2 separate regions of the Triticum aestivum genome follow, and region 2 is linked to region 1. Evidence: chromatin contacts called from public Hi-C data. All regions are on one chromosome and are shown on one strand. Each heading gives the region's core, a stretch centred on a gene start, on an enhancer-like site or on the middle of the called end of the contact. The rest is flanking DNA. Distances are from core to core; before and after follow the strand shown. Region 1 holds the start of LOC123166654. Region 2 has its middle 13 kb from the start of LOC123180705.

What was found. Hi-C and Micro-C count contacts between places; a contact is called where the count stands out from the background.
Region 2: a Hi-C map of an unstated tissue shows a contact between it and region 1, with 9 times the contacts expected there. The contact joins the enhancer-like site here to the promoter of LOC123166654 in region 1. A contact is called at or near these places in 2 of 5 Hi-C or Micro-C datasets (leaf and an unstated tissue).

Annotation. Positions count from the first base shown.
Region 1 is chr1D:121,989,862-121,995,106 of IWGSC CS RefSeq v2.1, forward strand. LOC123166654 reads right to left here and starts at 3,051. Exons shown (of 2, transcript XM_044584466.1): 1 at 2,412-3,051; 2 at 1,693-2,073. The coding sequence starts at 2,498. The coding sequence ends at 1,843.
Region 2 is chr1D:122,359,039-122,364,410 of IWGSC CS RefSeq v2.1, forward strand. No RefSeq gene overlaps it. Among protein-coding and RNA genes, the nearest start is that of LOC123180705, 13 kb to the right of the region's middle. Within about 2 kb of position 4,008, at least 1 of the 8 cell types and tissues checked has an H3K27ac peak or open chromatin away from gene starts, as enhancers often do.

The DNA of each region.
Region 1 (5,245 bases), core at 1,801-4,300:
AAATATGTGATTTCTTTTGAAAAGAAATGTGAACAAAATTTGAATGTCCACAGATTAATAAAAATCGCAAATTAGGAAAAAGTTCAAAGAATTCAAAAAGTTCATAAAAATGAAAAAATATAAAAAATTCTAAAAACACTCATTGATTTAAAAAAACACAAATTTAAAAAACAAGTGCACTAATTTTGAAAAAAATGTTAATCAAGTTTAAAAACAAGTTCATTGATTAAAAAATTCGCAATTTTATTTAAAAATTCGCTGTTTTTTAGAAAAAGTTCATCAAATTTTAAAAAAATCAAAAACTTGGAAAAAGTTCATCGATTTTGGAAAAAGTTCATGGATTTTAAAAATGTCATGAACTTAAAAAATCATTGATTTTGAAAAAAGGTTCTTGGAATTTGATAGAAAGTTCATTGAATTTGAAAAAACGTTCACCGTATTTGAAAAAAGTTCATCGAATTAGAAAAGGTTCATTTTTTTAAATCATCTAATTTGAAAAAAAATCATCAAATCTGAAGAAAGTGCATCGATTTTGAAAAGTTCACAAAAAATGAAAAAAAGTTTATAATTTTTGAGAAAAGTTTATTGTTATTTGAAAAAAGCAATAATAAATGTAAAGAAAAGAAAGGGGGGAAAACTAAACAAAAACAAAAAAGAAAAGATATACTTCCACAAACTGAATGAAGAATAAGAGGGCGAAAACATGGTAAGTGGTCACAAGCAATGAAGTTATCCTAATGGTTACTATCTTTCTCCATGAAAGAAGTGGTGTGGAGTTTGAATCATCCCGTTGCACTTTTTTGGAATTTAACAGAAGGTAAAAATGGTGCGGCCCATGAAGAAGGGAGGGGGTGTAGGCCCATTTGCGTCGATGCATGTAACGGGCGCCGTTTAGGGAATGCCAGGCTCCACACGCCTGACTGAGACGCGGTAGTTAATGGTAATATTGGGAACCACTAGGGATCAGAGACTAGTCCACGGCCGTACGATTGGGGTGGATCTGAGTGTCTGATCTAATAGGATAGCTAGACGTGGGCCTTTGGTAGTTAAGTGGGCTTTGGTAGTTTCCATCCATCAGCGCTAGCTTTTTAACTGCTAAAAGAAAACTGCTCCATGAATCACGCACAACCTGTACTTTCCATGACCTGCTTCCATATCTAAACAATTATCGTCTGGTAATGCTTCCCATTGATTTCCCTCAACAAACCATCAATATTTCTGCTTCAAGCATTGCAAACCATGCTTCATAGCTGTATGTTTATTTCTGTTATACGGAAGTCATGCTTCCAACACTACAGTCGTTCTTCATAATCTGTAGTACATCGCAGCACTATCAAGTGGCGTGCTTTCTTCATTTTTTAGATAAAATGCTTCCAATTCTTTGATTCACTAGCTATCCAGTTGCTTCGTACAAAATTTAATAAATCTACATAACTTATTAGTGTATTGTTTCGGCACCAACAAAATTAATGGATCATACATCCATGATTTATATTAGACGTGGTTCCATTTTTGTGTTTTAGAGAGGTTATATATCACAAGTGATTCAAATTCTCATCCAGTAGCAATATTTAAATGTTCATCACATATGCTTCCATGCTTTGAATTATTGTTTCAACCATTGTCATTGTATGCTTCCTTTTCTATTTTCCTATATGCTTAATATGTTGTAATCAAAGTTACTTGCTTCCATAGAAATTTTACAGAGATTCATAGAATATTATTCAGTGCTTCGTCAACATAAAAAGAAGAGCAAAAAATGCACCCTTTAGTTTCATTGCCTGCTTCAATAGTAGCACCGACACATAAGCACATATTCATGTTAGTTGCTTCCTGATTGTATCAATATTGTTTCAATTCTCGAGTAGAATTGTGGCATAGCTGCTGATGGGAGAGGGGATGTTGTTGCTGCCGGTAGACGTCCTCGCCAGTGCCGCCGCTACCCCTAGCAGCCACCTCGTTGTTGCCGTCTCCATCTACACACTGGCCCTGGATGGCCGCAGAGAAGCCCTTGGTGAAGCAAAGGTCACCAGTCCCCTGGTTCTTATGACATTGTGCAACAAACTTTGCTTCCTGCATAGGAGGAGTATGCATCAAACATTGCTTCCAAAGATGTTAGAATTTGCACCGAAAGAAAATAAGGAGCACATTGTAGTGATAGCTAAAATATCTTAGCATTACTATCGAAGCATTGTAGGAGTATGTACTAGCAAAGTACTAAAGAAGCATTATAGAGCAAACTTAGGAAGCACTTGATCATGTGATGGAAGCATTTTTTACATGGAGTAGAAACATATTCTGATGCTGATGAACTATTTCCCATTGCACGGAAATAATCACCACAAATAGAACGCGACAGAAAAACAGGAAGGGATGACGACACAAGTGAGGCAGTGAGATAGCGAGTGTACGTGATCGTCGACGGGGCGTGCTGAAACACGCTCTCGGTCGAGCATGGATATGTCGTTGGCGCCGAATAGGATCGTGGCGGTGGCCATGACGCAGTAGCTGGCGGCAACGAGGGAGGCAGAGTGTGTGTTGTAGCCGCGAGAGCATCAACGGACGAGGATGGCCGAACAGGAGTATTACTTGACTGGTATGTCCAACTTAAGCTCCGTTGCAAAAGAAAAACTATGGAAGAAAATTATCATGTGACACAACATAGTTGTACCGTATATTAGAAGCACCCTTACATGCACGAATTCATTACAACGTGAGACCAAGCACCGGCAGCAACAAAGAAAGATGAGAGTGCAGACGTCGGCAAAGTCGATTGTACGTATCTCCGCCATGTAGGACTGCGGCGGTGTGTGGGTAGGCAGGATGGGTCGGCGGCGAGGCCGCTCACGAACCCGGCGACCTCGGCAGTGGACGAGGCGCCAAGCAGGGCCATGCGCTCTTCCAGGGTTTTGCCGCGTGCTCCGGCGGCCACCAGGCCGAGCGTCGTGTAGATGGACAGCGGCGAGCTGGCCGGTGGGATGGCCATGATGCTCGAGGAGAAGCGGATCTGGGCGAGGAGGAGGAGATAGGGCCGATGTGGCTGCGACTGGAATCAGGAGAGGTTAGGGGCGATATTACGGGGAGGTTTACGTCCGTGGGCTGCGGGCAGTTAGTTCCTGCCGATTTTTTTTTCTTTTAACAAAAGAAGCACAATTTCCGAGGCGTTAGATTGCAGTTGAATCAAAGGTATTGGACTGTGCCCCAATAAAATAACACGGCCAGACATATCGCCCTCCTACGGCCAGTCGAAATGTGGGCGTGAGGCTAGCTGGGAAGTAACATGTATATTTTACTAGTCTATGTTACTACCATTCATAGTGGGTAGTAACATAAATTTAGTGTCATGCAAGCCTTCATTTATTAGGTTGTAGACACATTTTGCATTGAGGTGTGTTATGTTACAGTAACATATTATGTCACCACAAACACCTTTTTCTTTATTAACGCTTTGCCACATAAGCACATTTGTTTTGAGTTACGTTATGTTACTAGCTAAGTTACTCCATTATGGCTAGCCTGATACTTGCAATAGTAATAAAATAAATGAAACGGCGACACATGTGGAGAACCCTGCGCGCTGCGCTGTGCTGCCCACGTTTCGCCTCGGCCAGATCCATGCATGGTGAAACCTCGCGTAACATTCCACTGTGCAGAAATAGCGTGCAGGACCAACGACTGGTCCAACATGCAGCATGCAAGGCGCGCAGTTGTCCCGGCCGAGATCAGCCTGATCTCCACGCCAAGGCAGCGATTTTCGGTCCAGCACACCACACCACACCACACCACACCACCTGTGTAAAAGTGGCCATGGCGAACGTTATCAGTGCACGTGCCCCCACACCGTGATCGTCACCTGAGAATACGTGCCTACTGCCCAGCGTTGCACTGAAAAGACGATTGTCAACGGCGCACGTACGCACGCACCAAGTTGCGGGCGAATATCTCGCCGGAACCATGGAAGACCAACAAGCAACCACGAATTATTTTAGCGGGGCCGCCCACCATGCACAACGAGTCCACGGCGTCTGGCTTTCGTGAAGGTGAAGCGGAACTGCGGAAGCACTAGCAGCCTCGGCAACGGTGGTGACCAGGAAAAAGAAAGGAAAGGAATTATGCTGCTCTCTGGTCAGTGCATGGAGCAAGAGGGGACGCTACTGCAGCAGAGAAAATATCCGATTGCACACGGCAGCGGCCATGGCCAACCTCGGTGTTTTATGTCACGGATTACCGTTGCGTCCGGTGAAACAAGCTAATATAAAACGTAAAATAGTGGCCTTTTGTTAATCACGACCAGGAATGTGGTGGTCGTGTGCTTTTTCACTCAGATGAGAGCGACCTTAATTAGGCGGTCAATCGTGTGGAGCGCACTGTACCTGCAATGCCTAGGCGCGCGTCCGCTATGGACGATCAAGACATGCATGTGTGGTGTTTGTGACCAGCAGATTGTTCTGCTTACTCGAATAAGTGTACTTGATCTTACGAACGGAATCAGATACCAAAGCGAGGACACTCTAGCTAGCTAGCTAGCAGTTATACCAAATGCCTTCCAGCCGGCCTATACCTACCGCCTCTTTTGCGCAGCTGTGTCTGGTTCTACACCGCTCCCTTGCCACACCCATACCTACCGTCTTTTTGTGTACAAGTTGCTGTTTCTGTGCCCCTTAACTCACCGAGAGTGGGGGCGGTTTGCGCCCATAGTCATGGCAAGATGACTCGTGTTTATGCTAGAGTACTTACTCAGTTAATCAATAGCCTCCGTGCACCGGCGTCGGTGCGAGACACACATGGTCAGTTGGTCACACTAGCTCACACACCGACGGCCCTCGATCGAACGTACCACCAACACTTGCATTTGCACGAAATTGCGTTGTCGGTCGCCGCAAATTGCAACCAGATTCCGCGGTCGCTTCATCGTTTGATAACCTGATGATTGAGTTTTTACTACTCTGAGCGGATCTAGTTGACCTTCTGACTATGGAAAGGTTTGTTTGCTTTGTCCTCCGGTAAACTTGGCTTGGAGTAAACACTATGGCAGGTAGCGCAGCTGTTGGCCATCAGTGGGCAGTGGCTATAGCTGCACGGCACTGCAACGCGCGCGCAGCGCTGGAGGTAAACAGTCGTGGTGGGTTGCCTTTGGCGGACGGGCTCACATGGCCTGCGCCGCTGCGTGGCACCTAAAGGCGCGCGCAGTTTTTTCTGTTGGAAACTAAAAAAGACTTGTTTGCCAAAAAAGACTTGTTGGACG
Region 2 (5,372 bases), core at 2,758-5,257, 370 kb after region 1:
AAAAAATGAAAATATGCTTTTCAATTAGTGCAATGTGGTGTGTGCATGTATATACGTATGTGTGTGTGATATGTTGATTTTTGCTATATACTCCTTCATCCTAAAATAAGTGTTTCAAGTTTAGTACAATTTTATACTAGAGTTAGTACAAAGTTGAAACATTTATTTTAAGACGAAGAAAATATGTTATATAGATGAGTGAGCGAGATTTGTTGATCTCTTCCGTGAAAAAAGAACGGGTCTGCCAGCGGATGAAGGCCAAAGAGCGGCGGAGCGGCTGACGAAGGCGACGTCCTCTTATTTTTCAGTCAACCGCACATCCTAGTCTCCTATGTATAGTAGCACCTGAGCAATAGATCAAAGTGTTCAATCTCTTCTTTGTTATCAAACTATATGAATCAATCAATCAACACGGGAAAATTTCCTAAGAACATTTAGAACCGGAGCCCTCAAATCCGTCTCAAATGCCTGGGTTAGCTGTTCGGTCACTGTCCTGGCGCAAAATTGCCACCCAAATGGCCCTTACAAATCCGACCCAAACGCCCGGACTAACCGACACTCTCCATAACGGGCCCATATTTGGGGCAGATATGGGGATGCGCTGACGCGCCCGCCATGTCATCTCCGGCAAGCCAGACCTATCCCAAATCCTCTCAAAAATGACTAGCGCTCCACTTCGACCCAAATCCTCCCGCCTTCGTCCTCCATTTCCCGCCTCCATGCAGCCACCCAACTCCTCCCTTGCTCCCCGCCCCCCTCCGTCATCGCTGATGTCATCACCAACAACCCTGTCCACTACCATGGTCACGGATGATGCCTCCAGGGAATTGGTCGGGCTCCTCTGCCTGCAACGAATCCTTGCAAGGTGGAGAACGTTGCCCAGAAGGACCGCCGCCAGAGGCAACACGAGTAGGAGGCAGCGGCGAAGGCAGTTACGAAGGTGGCCGATGTTGAGATAGCGTTCGTGCCTGGTGGTGAGGACATGGTCACATGGACTTTGGCGCGACACAGACCAATCCGGAGGTCGTGGCTCAGGGGACAAACAACTTGTCAACGGAATCCAACTCTGTCCCGCCCTCCTAATGGATGACCATCCCGATTTTGAGCCTTTTGCAAGTTGTTCCCGATGCGTCGACGATGGCCAACTTGCCGCAGCTCCAAAGGCATCGGGCAATGCCAGCTCCTGGCATGCCCACATGTTGTTCGACGAAACGCCCGACCAAGACCTGGTACTTCTTTTCCCCCTTTCACACTTGCATTTGTAGATTCTTTTGTTGCACATACCATATGATCAAACTTGTAGGATGATAGTTAAATTGCAATGCATATTTTAGGAACAAATACTGCAAGACATGATAAATGATGGTCAAGAATCTTTGCAATTTATCATGGGGGATACCAACTCCCCGGTGTTTCAAGTTGGGCAAACATCACACGCTAAAATAAGAAAGTTGGTGTGAAATTAGTGAAGCCAAGAGGTCCAACATTCACACAATTTTAAAATGTTTTGTTGTGCGAAAGTTGGTGTAACACTAGCATGGATCCGATTTGTGGAACCGAGCAAAAAGGCGAGAAATATTGGGGAGAAGATTCACAAACTTTACCATGAGCAAAAACACTATTTGGAGCCACACTCAATCTCTACCAACCGTGTCTTGTGCTCTCTCCAACATAGATGGTCACTCATCCAAGAGGTCGTGAGCAAATTTGTTAGTTATATCAAACAAGTTGTTCGCCGGAACCATAGCGGCATCGGAGTTCAACCAATGCAACTTTGGCGACGGCTTTGTGCCATCAAGTGGAGAAGAAATCATTCATTGTTTCCCATTGTTGGATGAAATTCAATGGGAAACCCAAGTGGGAAACCGTCATCGAGGGGATTGAAAATGGCACGAAGAAGATGAAGAAAAACGATGGGTCTAGCTCCGCTCAATCAATTGGATTGGATGAGGAAGACGAGGGAAATGGTGGGGCGAACATGCAACCAACCGTGCCGAAGAGAAACCGGCGGGTGATAGGGAACAAGTGGGAGAAGGAGAGGGTGGCACGTGAAGGAGCGGCAAACAAAATATCTGCCATTTGGACGGGCATTTTTTTCGCCAAGGAGGTGAAGGAGTAAAGGTACAAGATATTCATCGATGTACAAAGGGAGAAAATGGAGTTAGACTGGGATAGGTTGACCTTAGAGAAGGACAAAAAATAAAATTGGAGAGGCAAGAGAAGGTTGCCAAATGGGAGTTTGAACAAACAATGACAATGCAAGGACTTGAGTTCAAGAGAGAGAAGTTGAGGCTTGCGAGAGAGGCGGAGGAGTCGAGGATCATGTTGCAGGACATCAACCTTTTGGATGATGAAAGGAAAAACGGTTGGTCCGCATGAAGAGGATCAATGTCGCGACAATTGAAGTCATTGATTCATTAGTGTATTGCCTATCTATGTATGAGTTGTTGAACTTTATTTTGGCGTGTAATGAATTACCGTTTACATCATATTGTTGAATTTGTGATGAATTTGCGTTATATGATGAACATGCATGGATTTGGCTATTGGGATATGAGGAGTGTGGTTGTGAAGGAGGACAAATGAAGACCCGCCCAGCGCTGCCCGCGGGTGCACCCACGGGGACGTACGGGCTCGGATATGCCAACTCCGGTTGTAGATGCTCTAAGAATTCTAATCCCTTCAAAATCATAAGAAAATTATTTGAATCAAAGAAACCCTGAAAGATAAATCGGGGGTTATGTTTGCCAAAAATAAAAGAGAAAAGCATCACAAGGCTGCAGTGGACGCCGGACGTATCTAAGAAAAGACCGACGGAATAGTGCAGGGTAGTATTTATGACTAGAACACGGCCTGCCGGAAACCTTGGCGCTGGCCGGTGGCCAGTGCTGTGCTGGGGTCAAGAACAGGCTATCACTCGGTGTACTTCACAGAAGAAGCTCACCAAACATGTCCAGTGGTGCATGAAATTTCGAAGGTGTGAAGATTTACGGAAATGCAAGGCAGAAAAATAAAATATGTGAGTTAATGCATCCAAGATAAATAAAAGAGGTTGCCGCCTCTGGGTTAACTCCTTGATATACGACAAATGAGACCGGCTATATCTCACCTACCTAGAAAGAAAATTTGCGACAATGGATTTGCCGCCGCCGCCCTTTGTGGGGCCGAACTAGTGCACGACAAACCACGGCATTGGCCCAAAAAATTGCGTTAGTCGATTTGCCGCCTTCGTCTTGTTCCTTGTACTCCTGTTGGCCTCCGCCTCTCTCCCCTGCTTCAACGCCAGCGACCATTCCATGACCGCACACACCTGCCAACGCTCGATTTCTCTTAGCCATGTCATTCCCGTCTCCGGATTGTTCTCGACCCCGGTCCAACCGGAGACGACATCTCCGCCCAGGTGCTATGTGCCTGACCTTCTCTTTCGGGGAAACCATCATGCTGATTCGGTTTTCAAGCAGCTGACGCCGGTTCCATTTTCAATCGATCAAACATTAGCAAACGCGCTGAAAAATGGGGCCAAACCAAGTGGGTAAGCCGGGCCATTGTTGGGGTGCATGCGTAAAGCAGATGCATGGTGGTAGTTATTCAGGTCAGTGTGTTAGGCGTCCAACTTTCGTATGCCACTCGCGCCAACCGACTACTCCCTCCGTTCCTAATTATTTGTCTTCCTTGATATTTCAACAAGTGACTACATACGGAGCAAAATGAGTAAATCTATACTCTAAAATATGTCTATATGTATCCGTATATGGTAGTCCATTTAAAATCTCTAAAAAAGACAAATACGTAGGAACGGAGGAAGTAGATTTTTATACAGATGTCAAATCAAAAAAAAAAGACAAGAAGTTTATGCATGTGCTTCCATTCCCAGCATTGTGGTCATAGCTTTGTGTGGCTCCAAGCAAGTGGCCCAACAAACTGAAGCCCCCACCACAAATGCGTACAGCAGTGGGCACTTGAGCAACCCCCAGCCCCAGGACACCGAGATGGACAGGACTGTTTACATAGGTTTGGCATCATCACCGGATCGACCTGTATGGGCCACTGATCCGCTGCATGTTGTGCTGACTGTGCTCAATATGCCCACGTTTACTTTTACCTTTCGTTATAGCAATGGCTGATGAGGTCGGGCCCAGATAGATCTTTACGCGTCTATGGAAGATATCTAACTTTTGAATCGTTTGGGGTAAAAAACGTTGTTCCAACAGACGGTTCATATGAAAAAAGATTGAACCGCGGCCTCCTCATGATGTAAAATGCAACACCTCACGATGCAAATATACATCACGAGATGCATCTGGTCCAAAACTAGCCGCCGCCCGCGAACGCCCAACCGCCACTTCATTTTCGTTCCCGCCCGCCCGTGCCTGTCTGCCCGCCCGCGACCCTCCCGGCCGCCGCCGCCCCCCGCCGTCCGGCGCCGCCATGGCCGATGCCGACGACCCCGCCGCCTTCTCCGCCGCCGCCGCAGCCGGTGGGCTGACCCACGTGGCCGTCGCCGCTGCCATCCCGCCCGCATCCGCGGCCATGCCGCTGCCCCCCGCCCGCCGGCCCGGATTGGCGCCGCCCCGGCCGGTGGCCACCGCGCAGGTGGCGAAGCCGGCGAAGGGACGAGGAGGCAGCGTCAAACGGCCGGCCAACCGCAGCCGCAACCCGGCCGACAGTTCTACGCGGCCGATGAAGGTCTCAAAGGCGGCCGCGGCGGCTCGGGGCGACGAGTCGCAGACGGTGCGGCCGGCGGCCTCCTCCAGCAGCCACACATCCATTCCTCCACCTCCCCCGCCGCCACCGCCGGCCGTGGAGGAAGATGTGGCCACGCCGACGGCCACCGCCTCCAACATGTTCGACGAAATGTCGGAAAGGTATAAATTTTGCGGTTGTGCTCTCGTTTGTTGTTTCAATTTTTTTGTGTCCTTGATTGTTTGTGCATGCAATTGTAGTGTTGATGATGAAGCTTTCATGCACGCAACAAATGTGGCAAATGATGATTACATATATGAGTCACAAGAATATGAAACTCAATATGATGATGACAATCTTGATGTGGATGATGAGGGCTTCATTGTCAAGGGAAGAAGTGGCAATTATAGCACCGCGGAGGATGTGTTGATATGCACCGCTTGGAAGAAAATCTCTCAAGATGCAAGCGTTGGAAGCGACCAAACGGTGAGCACCTATTGGAAACGCATCAAGGAGTATTTCGATGAGCGCAACACAAGTGGTATCTTCCGTACGAGCGACTCTCTACGCCAACGTTGGTCCACCATCAACGCCGAATGCTCAAAGTGGGCCGGTTGCTTGTCAAATGTTGCTCGCATGAACCCAAGTGGTTGCGGTGATAGTGATTTGGTAAATATTTCCTCTTCGTC